Linked DNA regions of Sus scrofa: region 2 is linked to region 1. The links are chromatin contacts, called in public Hi-C maps. All regions are on one chromosome and are shown on one strand. The core of a region is the stretch at or near the end of the contact, and the rest is flanking DNA. Distances in the headings are between cores, read along the strand shown. Region 1 holds the start of PPIL6 (peptidylprolyl isomerase like 6). Region 2 holds the start of ZBTB24 (zinc finger and BTB domain-containing protein 24).

Evidence for each region. A called contact is a pair of places that touch in the nucleus more often than the background predicts.
Region 2: a Hi-C map of liver shows a contact between it and region 1, with 3 times the contacts expected there. The contact joins the promoter of ZBTB24 here to the promoter of PPIL6 in region 1. A contact is called at or near these places in 1 of 5 promoter capture datasets (liver), 11 of 47 Hi-C or Micro-C datasets (alveolar macrophages, fetal heart ventricle, fetal liver and 6 more) and 2 of 2 datasets of contacts at active chromatin or transcription factors (alveolar macrophages and skeletal muscle).

What each region holds. Positions count from the first base shown.
Region 1 is chr1:75,505,681-75,510,202 of Sscrofa11.1, forward strand. PPIL6 (peptidylprolyl isomerase like 6) reads right to left here and starts at 2,564. Exons shown (of 8, transcript NM_001243664.1): 1 at 2,410-2,564. The coding sequence starts at 2,532. It overlaps SMPD2 (sphingomyelin phosphodiesterase 2), which reads left to right and starts at 2,623. Exons shown (of 10, transcript XM_001925290.5): 1 at 2,623-3,173; 2 at 3,344-3,440; 3 at 3,554-3,630; 4 at 3,967-4,060; 5 at 4,193-4,282. The coding sequence starts at 3,124.
Region 2 is chr1:75,546,209-75,550,730 of Sscrofa11.1, forward strand. It overlaps ZBTB24 (zinc finger and BTB domain-containing protein 24), which reads right to left and starts at 2,587. Exons shown (of 6, transcript XR_002343809.1): 1 at 2,415-2,587; 2 at 646-1,629.

The sequences.
Region 1 (4,522 bases), core at 1,314-3,813:
ACTGGCCAGGCATGCTTCATCAAGGGTGGATACTCCAAGGGGGAGAAGCCAGCACAGGAGTGCACCCTGCCTTGGCAGCAGGGGTGACAGAAGAAGGCAAAAGCAATCCCACCATTTCCGTCTTAGTCGGCTATACCCACCCCCAGCTGATGTGTCCTTTTTCTTAATTCTGTGCTGTCTGAGGTGAGCTGACTGCTGTGCAGGCTGACTGCTGTTTCTAACTAAGTGGCCACTTGGAATAACTATTAGGCCCAAGGGTTTTCAAATTAAGCGTATTTAATCATACTTTCTTCATAATTTAATGTTTGTTTCAGAATGGACTACATTACATAATACTTAGTTACTCTTTATAAATCTAAATCTTTGTCAGTTAATTAGGCTTGGGGATTGCTCACAAATGATCATTTTGGGAATATATTCAAGAATCTTTTATTAAGATAGAACTAACTGGGCGTTCCTGTTGTGGCTCAGTGGTTAAAGAATCCGACTAGGAACCGTGAGGTTGGGGATTCGATCCCTTGGCCTTGCTCAGTGGGTTAAGGATCCGGCATTGCTGTGAGCTGTGGTGTAGGTCGCAGGCACGGCTTGGATCCTGAGTTGCTGTGGCTGTGGTGTAGGCCGGAAGCTACAGCTCCTATTCATCCCCTAGCCTGGGAACCTCCATATGCCAAGGGTGTAGCCCTAGAAAAGACAAAAAAAAGAGAAAAAAAAAAAAAAACAGAACTGAATTTACATTGATATGTTTTCATATTCAAGCTACAGTAGTCAAAAGCTTAAGAGAGTGAAAAGTTAACATTTGGCCTTTTTTTTTTTTGGCAGTGCCCACGACATGCAGGAGTTCCTAGCCAAGGATTGAACCCATGCCATAGCTGTAACAGTGCTGGATCCTTAACCTGCTGAGCCATGAGGGAACTCTGGTATTCATAATTTTTTTTTTTTTTTGGAGAAAACATCCTTCGCAAAAGGAGCTAAGAAAAAATGAGGGAAAAAAAATCCCTCAAGCTCCATTAAATACAACTTGGGCCATAAAACTTTGCTCATCCTATCAACCCAGCTAACACAGTCCATAATTTCTATTTTAAATGATCAACATTTGGTTTTTAGACTTCTTATCACATATTCTCTTCATCTGGATATAAACTTTACTGATTTCGCACAAATTAGTTACTATTTCCTGATTTAATGTAAATACAGACTTTAACGCGGTGGACTTGGAGCAGGCAAGAAGGTAGGAATTCTTAAGATTTCTTCTATTTGGGAACATTTTGTGTCAAGTATCCAGCTGGGTACTTTGGGAGATAACAAACATGAAGAAGGCATTGTTCTGGAGTCTAATGAGGCTTTGAAGAATAGAAGCTTGGCATAATCTTACAGCGGCATTTCTGGAGCAAACCCCAAAGACGTGCTGAATTTGACATTTCAGTAATTCATACATTTCTGCATTTCTGCTGCATTCGGTTACAGGTGTGGTGCAGCATTATTGACCTAGCCAAATTCTTCCAATTAAAGTGTTTTTCCTTTGACATCATTCCACATGTTTACAAAGAAATGTCTGGATTCTCCAAAGCATTTGTGGGTTGTTTGTTAAGAAATCCCTGGAGTTCCCGTCGTGGCGCAGTGGTTAACGAATCCGACTAGGAACCATGAGGTTGCGGGTTCGATCCCTGCCCTTGCTCAGTGGGTTAACGATCCGGCGTTGCTGTGAGCTGTGATGTAGGTTGCAGACGCGGCTCGGATCCTGCGTTGCTGTGCCTCTGGCATAGGCTGGTGGGTACAGCTCCGATTAGACCCCTAGCCTGGGAACCTCCATATGCCGCGGGAGCGGCCCAAGAAATGCCAAAAAAAAAAAGACCAAAAAAAAGAAATCCCTTAAGCACCTTCAATGGAATGGCCCTGACTGTTATAGAAAATTTACAGGGGGAAAAAACTCATCCCTTCCCAAATGAATAGTTTTCAAAAATTACTTGGGGTGGGATTTGAAAAAATCAGCCGCTTACGGGGTACCATTTTCTTTCACAAAGTTTTAAAATCTATAATTTCAATTAAAAATTAATGTGGAGGAGTTCCTCCCGCAGCACAGTGGGTTAAGAACCCGACTGCAGCAAGCTCCTGAAGCTGCAACCATAAAAGAAAAAATTTTTTTTTACCGTGGAATAAAATGTGTGGTAATTTAGAGGAAGGAATCACCTTTATTCCCAGCAAGGTCCTGAACGCTTCCTTCGCTCCGATCTCCCTTTAAAGGTAGCCCTTCTCGAGGTGGAACTCCCGCCAGTACCCGCACCTGCCTTTGCACGCTCCTGTCCACATCAGCCAGAACCTCCCCTCCCCGATCCTGAAGCCCCGCCACGAGAAGGCGCTAGACACAGAAGCCGGACCGGCCGCCCACACTTGCGGTTTCTTCGCGGTTACCTCAGCGGTGCTCTTCGCAACTTGAAAGCTAGAGCTTTTGAAGAGCCCCACCACCTTCACCTGCAGCGGCTGCTCGGGCGGCAACTGCGAGCTGCAGGGGACCGAAAGCCGCTGGCTAGCCATGGCAGCGCGCGAGGACTCCTTGGAGCACAAACACTGCGTGTCGCCAGGGCAACCACGCGACCCCGCCCCCGCCGCCCGCCGGGAGGAAGAGGGCGGGGCGAGGCGTTAGGGCCCGGCGTTTCCTCAACTTTGCTCCTGTTGCTGGTGAGCCGCCTGCGAGGCTAGAGAGGACGCCTGGGCTCCCGCCCCCAGCGGCGAGCGAAGAGGAACCGGGAGCCTACGTCCCACAAGACTCAGCCCGGTCTGCCGCCTGCCCGGGCCTCCTCCAGGACCCCGCCCCGACCCCCGCCTAGGGTCCTCCGCGGGACCTCCTCTCGCGCGGCAGCGGACTCTCATCTGCGCCCGATTTCGCCGCAGATCGCCTTTCCGGGTTGGCGCGCAGCTAGATTGGGGCCAGTCGGCCGGTTGCCCGGGTAACGCGGGAGGCCGTCCCAGGCCGCGCGGGCCTCGCGGCCGCGGCCTTCCCAGGAGCGCGAGGGCGGGGCGACCACCTGTGCCCTTTACCCCTCGAAGAGCCCGGCCAGCTCGCCCGCCTCGGGCCGCACCGCGCTGCCTTTGCGGAGCCGTCCCGCGCCCCCCAGTGCCCTCGCCATGAAGCCCACCTTTTCCCTGCGACTGAAGATCTTTAACCTCAACTGCTGGTGAGTGCGCCCGCCGCCCCGGGCCTGGGACCTCCCTCACATCCGGGGCTCGGCTCTCCCCTGCGCTGCAGCCTCCGGGTATGGAGACAGCGCGCACCTCGCCCCAGCTCCGATGTTTCCCGGAGCGCCGACCACCCCCGCCGTCACCTCCCTGCCCTTCTGGTTCTCAGGGGCATTCCCTTCCTGAGCAAGCACCGGGCCGACCGCGTCAAGCGCCTGGGAGACTTTCTGAACATGGAGAGCTTCGACCTTGTTCTGCTGGAGGAGGTGGGGCCGGGCGGAACTATTGTGGAACCTTGGCCCGAGGGGGCGGCTGGGGGTGCTAGCGGGTCTTTCTCCCCGGGGAAGGGCCGGGCCAGCATCTTGACCCCATTCCTCAGGTGTGGAGTGAGCAGGATTTCCAGTACCTGAGGCAGAAGCTGTTGCCCACCTACCCAGCTGCACACTACTTCAGGAGGTGAGGAGCCGCCTGGCCTCAGACCTGGAGGCTCTTGGCCCTGCCTGCCCTTCCCTACGCTGCCTGCAGCCTATCCCCACCCCAACCCCGCCCAGGCTCCTCTTCTCTGAGTGTGGGAGCAGGAAGAGGCAGAAGGAGGAAGAGCTAGTTCTTCAGCTCTTCTCAAGACTTATTATCAGGGCGTCCTATCAGCCCCAGAACAGCTGATGCTTTGAGTTTCCTTCTGGGGTGGTGCCAGGGGCAGAGAGGAGAAGGTAGCTGATAAGAAGGGAAAGACGCCTAGGGGGAGATTTCTTTGTTTGCTTTTCTGGTTACTGATCAGGGCTTGGTTTTCAGTGGCATCATTGGCAGTGGTCTCTGTGTCTTCTCCAAACACCCAATCCAGGAATTCACCCAGCACGTCTTCACCCTCAATGGCTATCCTTACATGGTGAGTCTGCTCTCTGACCTCTTTCACCATCCACCACTAACACATGGTAACCGAGGTAGCCTAGGGCTGGCTGCAGGAGAGGGGCAGAAAGGGGTAGCTGTGCCCTGAGTTCCTGCCCTCTTCTGCCTGCAGGTCCACCATGGTGACTGGTTCTGTGGGAAAGCTGTGGGGCTGCTGGTGCTCCATCTAAGTGGATTGGTGCTCAATGCCTACGTGACCCATGTGAGTGAAACCGGCAGTGCTTAGGGTGGGACAGGCAACATGGTCCTGGGAGGGAGAGATGGGACTCCTCTAGCTGGGCTGCCATGGGATGAGATGCGGGGGCTGGATCTCCTTAGGCCAGGAGGCAAGGTTCACGTATATTTTACCAAACACCATGCCAGGTGACAGGCACAAACTTGATGTACAGCTGCTCTTGGGACCCTCAGTCTCATCTGCTATAATCTCATCTATCTTGCTCAG
Region 2 (4,522 bases), core at 1,337-3,836, 41 kb after region 1:
GCCCTAAAAAGAAAAGAAAAAAAGAAGAGTCATAAGGCAGGAGTTCTGTTGTGGCTCAGTGGTAACGAACCCGATGAGCATCCATGAGGACGCAGGTTCGATCCCTGGCCTCACTCAGTGGGTTAAGGATTCAGTGTTGCCATGTGCTGTGGTGTAGGTTGAAGATGTGGCTCAGATCTGGCATTCCTGTGGTTGTGGTGTAGACCGGCAGCAGCAGCTCTGAATCGACCCCTAGCCTGGGAACGTCCATATGATGCAGGTGCGGTCCTAAAAAGAAAAGGAAAAAAAAAAGAATCATTAGGCAGATTAAATGTGGCTGGCACTTGATTCCTGGACATTTAAGCCTTGAACCAACAATTTCAAGTAAGAAGAGAGATTCTGGAATCAGGCTCCCTGAGTTCAAATCCCAGTTCTGTCACTATGTGGATGCCCTGGGCAAGGTATTTTAAGCTTTCTAGTACTTAGTCTCTTCATCTGCACAGTTGGGATAATAGCACCTATTTCACAGGACTGCTGGGAGAATTCAATACAATAACATGTATACCTTATTACAATGCCCATCACAGACACTGCACAATAAATGAAAGCTATTATTATTGTTACTTCTCCAAAACACATTCCAATGAGCTGCAAAAGCATAATTACCCGTGTGGCTTCTCTGGTGGATTGCTAAAAAGTGGTTGTACTTAAACACTTTGCCGCAATCTTTACAACGGGCCTCAGGGCCCCCAGGGCGCTTCCTCCTTCCACAGACCCTCCTGGCTGAACCCTGGTCATCTTCATCCCCAACGAGTTTGTAATCCTTCAGTTTGACAGACCTCCGAATCCTCCGCTTGCTACACCGACTCTGGCTGTCCTGCCCATCCTGGCTCTTGGGATCACAGTTCTCATCTTTTTCAGCTGGCATTTCCTCCCCTCTACCTGGCTCACAAGCCGGCTCAGATTCTTCCAATTCTTTTGCTGGAATCTGTTCGCTCAGTACGCCACTGTCGAGCTCTTTAACCATGAAGTGTGCTCTATTCTGAACTGAATTGTTCACTCTCAGCTGTAGTTCTTCTTCTGCAGCCAGTTCTGACTTCCCCTCCTGTAAACTGTTGACTTTTCTTGGTCTTCCCCTTTTCCGCTTTGGAGGCTCATTTTTCTTATTAGAAATGACAACCACTGGAGCACCAGCTGTGTTCAATGTTGCTGGCTTTGGGGAGCTATGGTTATTTTGAAAGTCTGCGTAAGCCTTTACCAGGTCATAGACTTTTAAGAACTGGGCAGTAGCCAGGATTTGTTCTGTACTTTTCTCACTGGCCTGGAGACAACCTGTGTAGATAAATTCCAGCAGGATACCAAAAGTGTCGGCAACCATGCCTTCTAGCATATAAATGGACTGGCCGATCTCTCCTTCTTCAGCAAACATCATTGAGAAGTACTCACTACTGGCAGCCAGTAAGGCTTTGTGGGCCCGGAAATGCACATTCTCCACAATTAAAGTAATGTCACAGAGAAAGCCTTTCTTCCTCTGGTCCTCAAAACTGGCCAGGACAGTGTCACTGTGAGTGTCTGAGTGTACAATAAGCTGCCCTGAAGGCTCTGATGATATTTCTGCCATTTTCTTTAGGCTCTCAAGAAGGATTTGGCCTGAAATAAGAAAACAAAGGTTTTTTTGTTCCACCTTGCCAGTGGAAGTTTCCAAGACAGGTATTGAACCCACGCCACAGCAACAACCCAAGCTGCTGCAGACACCCCAAGAGAACTTCAGAAAATAATGCTTAAAAGGCAGGACACATTGTCTAACCAGGTTAATCCCAGCCCAAAGGAACCTAGAGTCACTTCACTTTGTTAATTGAATTTTACCACTTATCACTTTTAAAAGTCTATTTAAAAACTTAGCTTTGGGTTCCTATTGAACCCTTATCCAGCTGGGTGAACTTCCGACGTTCCCGGGACCTCTCAGGGTCTGTTTTCTTTTCTGTAAAATGAAGGAATCGGATCAATCGTCTCTGAAGTCCTACCCTGCACTAACTTTCCATAGTTGCACAAATATCAGAATGAAAACTAGTGTCTCGACTTTACATATTATTAGCTAGTCTGTGAAACAAAAATGGAAAGGGCGAAGAAAATGTATGTGTACAAAGTCAATTTGGGGGTAGCAGCAATTGAGTAGTAATAACGTAAGGCACATCCGGCTTCGCTTTGGAAGGGAGGCGTGGATTGCCCACGTTGGGCTATCAGACTGCGCGCGGGCAATTCCCCGGGGCCCTGGGTCCGCCGACCTGGGGGCGGGACGAGGGGACGCTGGGACGCGGGTACTCCCGCATCTCCTACCCGGGCCCCTCGGGCCGGACCGAGGAGCGGCCAGCTGGGCAGGGTCGACACGGACGCGGATGCCGCGCCCACCAACGGTGGGCCAGTAGCGGACCTACCTCTCTGGACGTCCGGCGGGGTCTGGATCGCGACTGGCCCACCCAGCGGCCTGGCAGGCGCACTCGCGCCAGGCCGGCCCAGGCCCCCAGCTCCGCCTGGCCAGCCGCCGGCGTCCCCGCGCCGCCCGGCTCCTACCTCTGCGCCGCAGCCGCCGCCAACCCGGAAGCGCCGGCGCCGGGAGCCGCCTGCGCGGACGCCGCACCACGTGGCCCGCAGGGGCGCCCCTGGGCGGGGCGGGGCCTGAGGTCCCCGGAGGCGGCGCAGGGAGGGCGTCTGGTGTTCACAGTGGGTAGAGGACGGTGGGCGGTAATGCTGTTGTCACTCTGCAGCTACGGAAGTTTTACATCCGGTTAGCTGCTCACTGACACCTTAATGAGTTTTGTCTCTTCCCTTTCCTGGACGCTGAAGCTGGCTTTCGGTCTCCAATAAGTGACGAATGAATGAAAGCGCCTGTACATTCACCGTCGTCATAGTCCAATGCCTTAGTTCAAGGGAGTGAAGAGAGGCTGTAGACAGATCTGGGTACTGAGGGGTCTTGATCAAGTGACTTATCTTCTCTACCATATTCGCCTTACTTGTAAAATGGAGAGCTTGACACCAGTGCCAACACTGGGTGGCGGTGGGGCAGACAAGATTAAGTATGCCATGGGCTTAATGTTTTAATTCATGTCTACTATGATTATTCTTCATACTTTCAGCGTCTTTCTTCAATACACTGTTAAGCTTTTCTAACAAGCCTTAGTTGCAGGGTTGTTTCCTCCAATACATGGCATGTCACACCCAGAGACTGGAATCACTCCCCTGCTTAGAACCCATTTTGGCTCCCTTGTTCCCTCCTAATGGAGGCCAAGCTTCTGGATATGGTCCATGAGCCCCACCCAAATCTAGTCCCCTTCTACTTTTTTCTCCAACTATTTCAGCATTTTCTCACAATTTATGGTTCATTAATATCTAATTGTTTATAAGTTATGCCCCTCAACACACCCTTCCAGATGCCCAGCATGTCCTCTCTCTAGTCTCCAAAATTTTGAAATTACCCCCGGTTCTTTAAAATTTTTACTACTGTGTAGATATCCACAAAACAATTTACTGGGATTGGGATTGGGATTGCTTTGAATATATAGATCAAATTGGAAAGAACTATCATCTTGACAATATCGAGTCTTCCTACTCACAACATTGAATGTCTCTCCATTTATTTAGTTCTTAGATTTCATTAATTAGAGTTTTACAGTTTTCCTCATATATTTTACATATTAGATTTATACCTTAATGTTCATTTCATTTGGGTGCTGATATATTGTGGAGGTTTTTTTTGTTTGTTTGTTTTTTTGTTTGTTTAGGGCGGCACATGGAGGCTCCCAAGCCAGGGGTCAAATCAGAGCTATAGCCGCTGGCGTTCGCCACAGCAACGCCAGCTCCAAGCTTTGTCTTCGACCTATACCACAGTTCACTGCAACACTGGGTCTTTAACCCACTGAGCAAGGCCAGGGATCAAACCTGCATCTTGATGGAAACTAGCTGGATTCATTTCCACTGAGCGACGACAGGAATTTCCACTGAGAATTTTTATCATGAGTGGGTGTTGGATTTTTCTTCTTTAACCTGTTAATATAGTGGATTATATTAATTGATATTTGAATGTTGACCCAGTCTTGCATACTCTTCTTTAAATGTCTGGTGGAAATCACCAGTGAAGCCATCTAAGCCTGCTGCTTTCTATTTTGGAAGGTTATTATTTCTTGATTCAACTTATCAATACAGGCCTATTTGGATTATCTGTTTATATTTGTATATTGAAAAATTATCTTTAACAAGGGAAAAATCAAAATGATTTTGGACAAACAAAAAGTGAAATCATTTACCACCAGAAAATCCTACTCTAGGACGGACAATACCCCTAGGAGGAAAGTCTGCGATGTTACAAGGAGTGGTGAGAGAAAAAAATGAAAAGTCTAAACAAACATTGGTTATGAAAGTAAAATGTCTAATTTGGATAGTAAACAAATAGACTGGATCCAAAGTATTGAATACAAATAGCACTTAAGATGGGAGCTGGTGATGGGTATTAAATGTTTTAAGGACAGAGATATTGATTACCTTTAGA